2 separate regions of the Mus musculus genome follow, and region 2 is linked to region 1. The links are chromatin contacts, called in public Hi-C maps. All regions are on one chromosome and are shown on one strand. Each heading gives the region's core, a stretch centred on a gene start, on an enhancer-like site or on the middle of the called end of the contact. The rest is flanking DNA. Distances are from core to core; before and after follow the strand shown.

Evidence for each region. A called contact is a pair of places that touch in the nucleus more often than the background predicts.
Region 2: a contact with region 1 is called in a Hi-C map of muscle stem cells, with 2.4 times the contacts expected there. The contact joins two enhancer-like sites. A contact is called at or near these places in 1 of 39 promoter capture datasets (embryonic stem cells) and 15 of 484 Hi-C or Micro-C datasets (embryonic stem cells, muscle stem cells, nephron progenitors and 1 more).

Annotation. Positions count from the first base shown.
Region 1 is chr9:115,864,816-115,870,991 of GRCm38.p6, reverse strand. No RefSeq gene overlaps it. Among named protein-coding and RNA genes, the nearest start is that of Gadl1, 42 kb to the left of the region's middle. Within about 2 kb of position 3,656, at least 15 of the 459 cell types and tissues checked have an H3K27ac peak or open chromatin away from gene starts, as enhancers often do. A contact at or near this core is called in muscle stem cells, where this site is marked.
Region 2 is chr9:115,982,154-115,988,329 of GRCm38.p6, reverse strand. The region is part of intron 11 of Gadl1 (glutamate decarboxylase-like 1); the gene reads right to left. Among named protein-coding and RNA genes, the nearest start is that of Gm31234, 7.3 kb to the right of the region's middle. Within about 2 kb of position 2,384, at least 1 of the 459 cell types and tissues checked has an H3K27ac peak or open chromatin away from gene starts, as enhancers often do. A contact at or near this core is called in muscle stem cells, where this site is marked.

The sequences.
Region 1 (6,176 bases), core at 2,407-4,906:
CATTCAAGCAGTTAGGAATTGTATTGGTATTCTTAATTTTATCCTTTCATGAGAACTCATCATTACAGCTTTAGAAGTAATAGCAGCTCCTGCAACATTGCTTGGCAGGCAGAAGGTCTAGGTTGTCCTTCTAAAACCATGCATGTGGAGACAGAGGTCAACTTCAGGGGTTTGCGGGCACACCCAGCTTTTTTTTTTTTTTTTTTTTTTTTTTTTTTTTTTTTTTTTTGGTTTTGATTTTGCCTTTGTTGTCTTGGAACTGGCTTAGAACTTGTCAAAGAGGCTCAGCTTGCTGGCCAGTGATCGCCTCGCCGGGCATCTTTCTGTCCCTACCTCCTCAGGACTGGCAGTATAAGCATTTTTCATGTGGGTTTGGGTCCTTGAGTTTACAAAGCAAGCACCTTGCTAAGTTGAGGCCGCTTGGCTCCCGCCCGCTTTCCTGCAGAATGAACAGTGACTGCTGGGTTTTCAGTGTCTCTGCCCTCCGTGTGACGATGACAGTCACCAACACAGTGGCCCCTGCTCAAAGCTACCTTTCAGTCTGCTCTGTGTCAGGTAGCGAGGACCTTCTAGAAGTTTCTTTGGCTTCTAGCACGCGTTATGCCTTGTCAGTAGGGGGCACTGAAGGGACACTGGAACCAGAGGAGAGAGTACTTTTCTCAGTTCTGCTCTCCTGGCACCCACTGTGTCCTGGTGGAGTCGCTGGCTTTCTGTGGTAGCGCGCCTCTGCTCTGCTCTGAGGGTTGAACGCCCCTTCCCAAACTCATGCTGAAATGTAGTGGCCACTGTGACAATCCTGGGAAGTGTTTAAGTCGGGGCACCGCATCCCTGTGTTAATACATTATACAGAGGTAATTTGGTCCTCTTGCTTCTCTCGTGTATGCTTTCCTGACTTTCCCCCTACCGTGATAGTCACACCATGTCGGAGGGCCTTCCTGCCCACCTGCACGGGGGGATGGGCAGACATCATCTCCTTACAAATGAGGAATGTCCATGCCCAGATCTCAGTGTTAGGAGTCGCTCCATGTGAGTGGAGGAACGAGCAGGACAATGCGGTCGCAAAGCTAGCTCTCACCTCTTCCTCAGGCTTCTGACAGCGGCAAAGCTCTATCTTCCCAGGATTCCTTTCTCTCCTCCTCTTCTCTTGCTGCTCCTCACAGAGCCAGCTCTTCCTCGTGCTTCCGACAGTCACATAGCTATATCTTCCCAGAATTCCCTTCCCTCCTCTTTTCTCTTGCCGCCCCTGTTGCACCCTAAAGCCCACAATTCCCTCAGTGACAGGGCTGAGTGGAATCATCATCCACGTTCAGTTTCAGCATGGACTCTACTTGATGTGAGTCCCCTAACGTCTGGACTTTGGTGGCTAATGCTGTGTACCCCCTCAGGGACTGCAGCCATCTGGAGTCCAGTGTGCCTCTGCAGCCCAGGGACCTGCCTGCTCAGGGGACAGAGCTAGAAGGATCCCTAGAGCTTGCTGGCGAACCAGCCGGAGCTAAATTGGTGAGCTTCCAGCTCAGTGAGCAACCCTGTTTAATACACTTCCTTGACTCTTGTCTGAGGCTGGCATAAATCCCTTCCTTGTTTCTTCCACACACTCACCCATCTGCAGGAAGAGAGTAAGTATGTCTGAAATCTGACTTCATGACTTGGGGAGGCATCAAAGAGCTTGCCTGATGGTTCACCTTCATCTGTCAGTTTGACTGGATGCAAAGTCACCACAGAAACACTCGCCTGGCCATGTCTATGAAGGAGTTTTCAGAAAGAGCTCACTGAGGAAAAAGCCGGACGCTGAGTGTGGGCAGCACCGCCCCAGAGAAGACTGAGATGGAGCTGAGCATAGAGAAAGTGAGTGGATCACGCGTGTCCATCTCTCTCTGCCTCCTAACCACAGACTCAGCGTGACCAGCTGCCTCAAGCTCCTGCGGCCAAGAAACCTGAGCCCTAATAAACCTTTCCTCCTTACATTTCTTTGTCCGGCATTTTGTCACTGCTGCAACAAGGGCTGCTAGCACTAATCTGGATGGGCCACAAGAAAAGAGAAGCAACCAGTACCATAACTCTCACAGGGGTGTTTTCCCCCCATTAAGTTGAAATAAAATTGAATCCCATTAGAAGGTGTCAGGTGACTATAACAGGGAAATAGTGAAAGAAAGTGTAGAATGAAGGGTATTTATTGGGTAGGATCAATTCTCCAAGACCCTGGAGAACTTCTGTCTGGGTCATCATGTATGTCTTCTACTAACCATGCACCGCCGCCCCCCCCCCCCCATAGGTGAAGTAAGGATAAACACCAGGTGGGAAAGGTCCCCATCAAGAGGTCTCAACTAAATTTGGAAATCAGAGCTGGTTTCAAAATTAAATGGTCTGTGCGCCATTCACTTCCATCTCTCAGAATGCTCCTTGACATGCACTTCCACAGCCCGTCTCTGTAATACCTCACTGCTTTGACAAGCATGTAATGTTAGAAGGAAATAACATTCCAGGGGAGTTGGGCTGCCTGGAGACTCATCAAACCCGCAGCCCTGACATCTGATGAAGTGAAGGTGGTCCTCTCTCCATGCAAAGGAGGGTCTGTCTAGATCTCATCCCCTAATCATGACTGGTGTCGCTTGAGAGAATAGATGGGAATGTGTAGCTTTGACTCTGGCCTTGTGTGATCTTTGCTTTGTGTGTCTGAAATATACATGTAATATTTCAGACTGGGCAACTCTCTAGACTGACTCATTGTCAGTGATTGGTCGTCTGCTAGTGACAGATCACTTCCTTTGATGTGACCATAAGCAAGACATTGCAGGAGGAATTTGCTTCCACCCTGGTCCTCAGCCATGACTGCCCAGAAACAAACCATGGTTTGCAAAATGACTACCAGGCTCCACCCTCGCCGTACACACCCTCTCTGCATTATTGCTCTGTGGCAGCTCTCTTTTAGGAGAGACTATTTGTTTGTGTGAAGGGTCCAAGCATGAGCCATCTCCTTTTCACATCTTTGGACCCTTATTTGAACCCAAACTGACATACTGAAGGACAGCAGACCATAAGAGCCAGACACTTGTCCTCATGATGAAGTAAGTAATTAAAAGACAAGCCAGCAGCATCAGAAAACACATCTCACCTTTGAGTCTTTGCTGGATGGAGGCCAGGCAGGACCGGAATCATCCAGCTATGCCTCACCTACATTATTCACTCCTGAAGCCATGAGTTAAGTAAATTATTATTTTTTAGAGCCACTAACTTAGGTGGGTAGTAGGGGGCACAATAGCTAACTGGCATACCATTTCTAGATCAATTCTATTATAGAAAGGAGTTCTGAAATCTCTCTCTCTCTCTCTCTCTCTCTCTCTCTCTCTCTCTCTCTCTCTCTCTCTCTCTCTCTGACACTACAAGAGACCAGGCAGTGTGCCAGATGAGTAATCAGAGGCTCAAGTTCTCTGGCTTTGGAGCTAAAATTGGATCCTCTAAAGAGAAAGGTCAGAACTCTCTAAAAACTAGGCCGTGTCTAGACACAAAGCATGAGGCATAAGTGCAGCAGCTAAATTGATAGCAGTGAGCATACCAGAGGGAGCACGGGGATCACAGGTGACAGACACAGGGAGATGATGAGAGGACTCAGCAGCTCCCTCCAGTGTGGGCCATGTGCACATGAGAACAGACACACTCAGTGCAGAGCCTTCTTGACAAGGCCTGGCACACAGAGGGGAGAGTCATGTTTGTGGATAGAATATGTGACCTGAGTCATGAATGTGCATGATGCCATATTTTTTCTTGCTGATGAATGGCCTTGCTCCTAGGGAGGAGATTTCTAGAAACTTAAAAAAAAAACCAGGAAACATAATGCATTTTATAAGTATTAAAAAATAATAACACTTTGTAAGGTGTAGATGCAAATATATACATACATAGTTGTTAATATTTAAAAGTGTGAATAATACTTTAAAGCATATTAAAATATGCAATCCTTGGGGCTAGAAGATGGCTCAATGGTTAAAGTACTGGCCGTACAAGCATAAGTGCTTATATTTGGGTCCCCAGAACCCACACAAAGCCCTATGCAATGATATGAATCTGTAATCGTCACACTCCTATGGCAAGATAGGAGACAGAGACAAGAGACTCCCAGGAGGCTGGTGGGCAGCTACCCTGCCATACACAGTGGGGAAGAACAAAGAGACCTCATCTCAAACAAGATAAAAGGCAAGGATTAACCTGAAGTTGTCCTCTGGGCTTCACACACACATCATAGCATGCATGTGCCTGCATTCACACGAACACAGACAGGCACACATATACACATGTGCACACATGTGCACACACATACACACACACACACACACACACACACATACCATATATACAAACTGAAAGCTATATATGCTAAAACAAATGTATATTTATTTAAATATACTTAAATAAAGTATATTAAATTACAATATCTATTACAGTTTTGTATATACTATTAAAATGAAAAAGTATCCACAAGTATGTTTTCAATTGCATACTATATGTTACTATAGGCTTTTTATGTCTTTACAGTGTATACTGTTTTATGTATATAAAATAGGTGCATGAATTATATTTGTATTTTAATATACTGTGCTTTCTTTAAGTCATCACTTTTGATCACATGGCAAAAATAATTTATTTGTCATGAATACCCCAAGATATAGATATTCATTGAAATTTATCTTTCTCCATAAAACACTAAATGAGGTCTGAAGGATTTCATATTTTACCCAGAACTTGCTGTACACAACCTATAGATCATTTTTTCGAAGGGGACAAGCTGTCCTTAAGTATTGCTACTATTAGGTACTGGGGAGATGGCCTAGCAGTTCAGAGCACTTGCTGCCATTGTAGAGGACCAGGTCCCATTCTCCACAGCCACATTTGTGGCTGTCAAACATCTGTGATTCTACCTCCATGAGAATCTATTGCCCCCTCCTGGTCTCCATGGGGACCTGCACACACACACACACACACACACACACACACAAACACACACATACTCACACTTTAAAAAAAAAGTAATTTTAAAAAGTAAAAACAGTTGTATTATTGCATAAAGACAGTGTGCAGTCAGGCCTGTCAGTTCAGAGCAAGTCATGAACAGAGGACTTGTTAAGCAATGCCCACAAGGTGTGGGGAAAATCTAGAATGCACATGCTACAAGACTCATGGCCTGGCTTCTTCAAGAAAATTTATACAAAAGGAAAGAGAGAAGGGGGGCTGAGGGAGGAACCTCTCCAGAGACTCGGGGGACACACAGGGGCTCAATGCTGCCTGAGCAGTTCCTGAGGGACTGACTGGAGAAAGAAAGGTGTTCCTGAGACAACCAAAGCTATCGCTATGTGACAATACTGAAGAATTATCGATTTTGATCCTGACATGATATCAGAGTGTGTTTTTGAAGATGCTTTTAGAGATGCATCCTGAATGTTTACAATAAATTAATTCATATTATTCAACATACAGATAAAGCAGGTTGGTAAGATGGGAAGATCTTGATGCTGAGTGGCAGGCAAGGGTGGGGTGACCATGCTAGTTTTCCTGTGGTCTATTGTATTAGAATATTTACAGATTTAACATTGTAAATAGACAGATAAGCAAAAAGAAGGGAAGAAAAAAGGAAAGGAAGGAGGGAAACGCAGAGACAGAGAAAGACAGGAAGGAATACCTAAGGCATGTGGCAGTGACTCAGGAAGGGCAGTCTTTAGTCCAAATTCTCTCCACATGCAAGCTCAAGCGATGAACGTGGGACGGGGAAGATGCCTCAGAAGAGTAAGCACTGCTATTTCATAGGACCCAAGTTTGGTGCCTGGCACCCACACGGGTTGGTTTACGACAACCTGTGACTCCAGTTCCAGGGAATCCAACACCTCTAGTCTCCACAGGTACCTGAGCTCATATTCTCAGACATAACACACACACACACACACACACACACACACACACACATACACACACACAAACACACTCATGCATGCACACACAGGCACTCTTGAACACACATCATTAAAGATAATACAAAAAAATCTTAAAAAGATGGATTTCCATTTTAATATCAATACCAGATGAGTTCTAGGGCATACTGAGATAGAAAAAATTACACTTGAACAAAGGGTAAGAGGAAAAGAATGAAGAGGAAGAGGAGGAAAACTAGGAGGGAGGAAGAGAAAGAG
Region 2 (6,176 bases), core at 1,135-3,634, 120 kb before region 1:
CATTCGTGCAGGCTCATGGATGGCAAGAATCAATCATAAAACAGAGGCAAAGTTCTAAATACATGAATCCACTGATGCATTTAAATAATAGCTCATTGCAACAAAACGGGGTTAATCTGTAACAAGGAAAATCTATAAGCACATCTTTAACTGCTTAGGAAGTAAAATGATAGAAATCAGCTTATGGGCTATAATAAAAAGGAATATGGTAAAAATCCAATATTTATTCCCGATTGTTTCTCAAGAGAATTGGTGAGAAATGTATATCTCAAGGCAACCCATAGTTACACAGATGAGTATGCCTTCCAGGTAGTATAACTGAACAGTCTCTAAAGTCGTAGGGTGCCTTATGGCTGTAACCAATGCCGTCCTTGGAGGTTAGAACCAGCACAGATTTATAAGTTACTCTGACGTGATTATCTTCTCAGGAAAAGAAAGGATTACTTTGCACCTCCATGAACTAGTTAAAAAAAAAAATCAGGCCAAGAACTGAAACACAAACATCTCTCTAAATGTTTGTTCTATATCAGCATTACAATTAGAAGGTGAACAAAACACCAAGATTCTGACATTGAACATTTCAACGGGTCTAACAACCTGAAGTTATCGTAGCAAATGCATTCCGATTTCCAGACGACCCCAAATATGGAAACCCTTCAGAATTGAAACTTTTATGGGTAAAATCATGTGTAACATCTAAATTTGTTTGTCTTTTAAATCTCTCTTTTTACCTTTAAGTGTGTGTGTGTGTGTGTGTGTGTGTGTGTGTGTGTGTCTGGTTATGAACACGTGAGTGCAGTTTCACATTGAGGCCAGAGGAGAGCGCCACATGTGGGTGCTGGAAACAGAATTCTGGTCCTCAACGAAAGCAGGAAGCATTCTTAAATGCTGAGCCATTTCTCCAGTCTGAACTTTATCTTATTTTAATAATACAAAAATGGGGGGTGTCAGATATCACTGTGCTGGGCAAAATTGTTTTTCAGTGAAGGGATGTAATGGGCTCCAGGGGCCTCATTTCTTTATTATTTATGCTTGAAATATTCTATATACACCAGGTAAAGTTTCATAGTGCATAAAAAAGGAAAGATAACTCGTTACTCGTGGCTTGTGTTCTGTCCCCAGAACCTGCCTAGAAATTTTGCCTTTAGTGCCACTGTTCTTATGACTTTCACATATGCTGTCCCTTCAGACTAGAGTTAAATGATAGTGACATACAAACGGAGGCAGGAGGATCAGAAGTCCAAGGTATCCTTGAGCCATGTAAAAAGCTATAGTGACTACAGGTGCTCACTCAGAAGTGAGCATCTTCAGTCTCAGCACATCTACAGGGAGATACGGAAACGGGAGATGGAGACAGCCTAGAAGCTCCCAGACCAGCTAACTCGGACCATGCCACGCATCAGAATCAACAGGGAAGGCGACCAAGAATCAACAAGAAGGCAACCGAGAATCAACAGGGAAGGCGACCAAGAATCAACAAGAAGGCAACCAAGAATCAACAAGCTGGAAGGTGAGAACCAACTTTTCAAAAGTTATTCTCTCACCTTTACACACGCTATGACACACAAGTGTATTCCTCCCTTGTGAGCACAGGTCACTCACTCACTGCCTTGCTGTCCCGTGTGTGTGTGTGTGTGTGTGTGTGTGTGTGTGTGTGTGTGTGTGTATTTGTGAACACACACAAATAAATATTTAAAATTTTGTGCACACACAAAGACACAAATAAATATTTAAAATGTTCAATACAAAGCTTGTAAAATTAAACGTCTCCGCAGAGCTATTAGGAAGCATAAACAGACAATGTTTGGCAGCAATAACCTTTAAGTATGGCAACTGGCTCCAATGCTTCTCAGGATAAGCTTTGAGAGCAGAGTAATCACAGCAATCAGGACCCTGGGAGACACTCAGTGCTGTTCAATGTGCTGGAAAGACCACTCTGGCCGCAGAGTTTCGGGTTGGATCCTTGCCTTGCCCTAGGTTTTGTTCCATGGCCCTTTCCCGGCATTTTCTACTTCTCTGGTTTATGTACTATTCGATTTCTGAAATTCTGGATGTGGACAGTTGGTTAGACTTCATTGTTCATTCCTCACTGAGCTGGAGGAGGGTGCTACACAAAGCTGGCTCTCAGCTAGTGTCTCTAAGGCGAAGCTTGTACTAGGCAAGCCTGGTCACACTTGACATTTTTCCTCTGCTGATGCGAAGTTTGGATGCCGGGAAAGGTGACAGAAACTCAACGAATTAGGGACGGAAGAGAGGATGAGATTTCCAGAGAATGGTACCCTCTGCCAGCAGGCTTGGCACTCGACTCCAGTGAAACCGCTGACGACTCCAGAAGTCACAGTCGGAGATATGGGCAGATGAGGATAGTGTGGTCAGCCTTACTATAAAGACCTCTGAAGACACACGTGGGGTTTTTACACAGTGCACAATTACAGAGCTTGTTGAATCAGCTGCTTCTATGAGAGTTATGGAAATTATTGAGGATGGGAGATTAGTTCTGGGGCTCAAGAGTTGGCTCCGTGGGCAATGCGCTTCCTGTACAATCACACAAACTTGAGTTCAGATCCCCCAGCGGCCACATCAGAGCTGAGCATAGTGGAGTGTACCTGGAACCCCAGGACTGGCTGGACAGCAAGATGGGTGGATCTCATGATTCACCGAGATACAGCTGAAGTGGTGAGCGTCAGGTATAGTAAAAGACACCTCAGAAAGTGAGGCAGACAGTGATAGAGGAAGACACCTTCAAATGACCTCTGGCCTCTACAGGAGCACAGTGCATGTATGTGCGCTCGCATACATACTCACTTATTGTCACCAACACACACATTGGTTTTAAAAAAGAAACTATCTAAGCCTTGTTAGACTCTATTTAAGGAGTATAGAAAATAAGAAAATGGTTCTGGAAGCAAGTAATTCACACATGTGTACCATACACATGTGTACCATACACATGTGTACCATACACATGTGTGTATTTAATATGTGTCTATCATGCATGCGCTAACATGTGTACTAACACATATATACTAATATATTAACACAAATGCATTAGGAAAACTATGGTTTGCTTTTTAAATTAAAATCTCATGTACCACAAACTGGCCTTGAACTCATAATTTCCCATCCTCTGGCTCCTGAATGATGGAGTGACAAGCCTGGACTCCCAGGCTTGGTTGATCTAATGTTGGCTATTGGCCACATGAGTTCTATGATCTTCTCTGTATGTGGCTCTCTTTACTATCATGACTGTGTGTGTGTGTGTGCGTGTGCGTGTGCGTGTGCGTGTGCGTGTGCGTGTGCGTGTGTGTGTGTGTGTGTGTGTGTGTGCGTGCGTGCGTGTGTGTGTGTGTGTGTGTGTGTGTGTGTGTTTTACTTATAGAAAGAAAATATCAAGAACTGGCCATATCAAAGTCATTTTTAGGTGCAAGAATGAACCAGTGGGTAAGAAAATTTGCTTTCTGTAAGATTATGCTCCTGAGTTTGAATGTTCAGTGTCCATGTAAAAAGTCTCACATGGCTAAGCATGCCTGCAACTCCAGCACTGGATTGAAGAGACCGATGGATCCAAAGATCTAAGAGGCTGCCAGTCTTGTCCAAATGGCAAGCTTTATTGTTCAGTAAGATGCCCTGTCACAAAGTAATAATGTGGAGAATAATAGAGGAAGGCAGCTGCCGAGTGCCCTGCTCTGGACTCTACATGTATCCACAAGTGCATCTGTCTATAACTCACATGTATGCACCCCCCCAACACACAAAACCATTTTTGATGCAACTAAGTTTTCCTACCATCCCCTAGCGACATTCACTCTCCTGATCCACACTTTCTTAGTACCTATTTCTCATTACATTGCTAAAAGCAAACATATCTTAGATATTTGCTTAAAGTCTGTCCTGTTAGCATTTGAGTTTGCTCAGGGAATAGATTAGGCCTTATTTGGATACACAGTAGGCATCATAATTATAAAGATTGAACAGAAGGGATTAGAGTAATTGATGCCTCCAATGCCAGATACCCCTGATGTCAGATGCCCCCAGTGCCAGATGCCCCCAATGGCTATATCAAACCAAAGCTGAAGATTACAAGTCAAAATCTTGTTGCCCATCAATCAGTTCATCAGAAATCTTCTTACAGAACACAATCTGAAAAGCTGAAGCAAAGCATAAACTCCACACTCATAGTTACGTCTCCGACCCATCTGTCCAGGGACCCACGGATGGACGATACAAAGATGGGATGGAATGCGAGGAAGAGATTTGTTATAGTTCTATCCTAAGACCTGGGCAGAACCTCCTTGGGGAGGTTCCCAAGATGAGAGTCAGAATGAGGGGATAAGGGAGCTCTGTGGCCACCATGAGCCTGATGTGACTGTCTCTTCTCATAGTAGACACCAATAGGCTAAGGAAACAATTCATGGGGTTCAATGTCACCATGGCCAGAAAAAAATATTGTCTTTTTTCTCCAGTTCTCTAAGGTCCCTACCCTTAAATAGATAAACATGCCATGCCCTAGAGATTTAGAAAGTGTTTGAGCTCTGACCTTTGAATTATGACCTCCCCTGAGACCAAGAAGAATGAAAATATAATCCTCCATGAAGGAAGTTGCTTTATCTTAGGCCATAAAGGTAAAAAATTAAATATGTGACCATTGTGAAGAAAAAGGCATTCTACAGGTGAGCTGTTGGTATCTCTCTCTCTCTCTCACATACACACACACACACACACACACACACACACACACACACACGGGACGAGGGTGGGGGAGGCAATAAGAAGAGCCCAGAGTTTGAAGTTAGCAAAGACAAGCTTGAAGTCTGTGTACGATGTTCAGTGAGATCAGTGCGAAGGTGGGTTACAGAGATGGTTCCGTCAGCCAAGTGCTTCCTCAGAACCCATGGAAAAATGCTAGACACGGTTTATACCAGCTCTGGGTAGGTAGAGACTAGATCCCTGTGGTCCCTGGGCATCCAGCCTGGCCTAACTGGTACGTTCCAGGACAGGGAGAAACCTTGTCTCAATAAACAATGTGAATAACAAGTGAGGAGAGAGAGCCAAGGTTGTCCTCTGTCCTCTGTCTCCATTCTCCACGGTCCCACATGTGCACGTATACCCAGGCATACACGTGCATGTGCATACACACATAAATATACATGCATACTCATATACAAAAAACTTTTCAAAGTCAAACTTGGTGCTGACTGGGCAGCTTGTGTAGTAAAAGAGCTTGTCGCTAAGCCTGAAGACACAAGCTGAACTTAGAACCAACAAGGTAAAAGGATAGAATTGACCCCTGCAAGTTGTCCTCTGACCTCTATGCATGCACTGTGGCGTATGCATGCCTGTTCCCACACTAAATAAAGAAATAAGTCGACAAAGGGCAAGATTATGGAACATACGCAATAAGGTCATAGGGGGAAAGGCCATACACGCAGAAGTCCCATAGGCACTCAGCTGCAGTGGCAGAGAAAGAGATAAGGAGACCGAATCAATGACCAAGCAGAGACTTTCTGAGCTTATAAAAAAATAACACTCCACAAATGTAAAAAGCCCAGTTATGAGACATTCAACAAAACTCATATTTAGAACATAAGTAGCAAACATTTTTTAAAAGCTTGAAAATGTTAACAGAAACCTAAGGGAAAAGTCATTTCATCATAAAAAAAATGACACTTAAACGGGTAACATTTAAACATAATACCAAAAAGCAGGGGAAAGTCTGTGTAAGAGGATGTATCGTCAAAGTCCTAAAAGGAATTCACTCATTGGAGTTGTAGATGTGGGGGAAATAGACAGTTTTTTTTTTTAAAGTCACAATATGCTATCAAATCAGCCAATAAGACATTCCTAAGTACAGTCTTCAAGAAAGAAAATGATTCCAGATGGGACTTCCAAGATTCAGTGAGCAATAAGGATATATACAAAAAGAAAAATGTTCACAGCAAATTTATGTCAAAACCCAAAGCTGCAATCACCCAAGTGCTTACAAACAACGGAATGGACAAAGGAATTGAGCGTGTGTTCATATGCTCGAGTGCAAACGAGGGAGAATATGAGGCAGGTTATTCCACAATATGGGGGGATCGTAAGGACATAGCTGGCACAGTAAAGCGCTCAAATTCTCACCTACTCCAGAGGCCGAGGCAGAAGGATTGCTTGACAGCTAGAAGTCTGAAGCCACC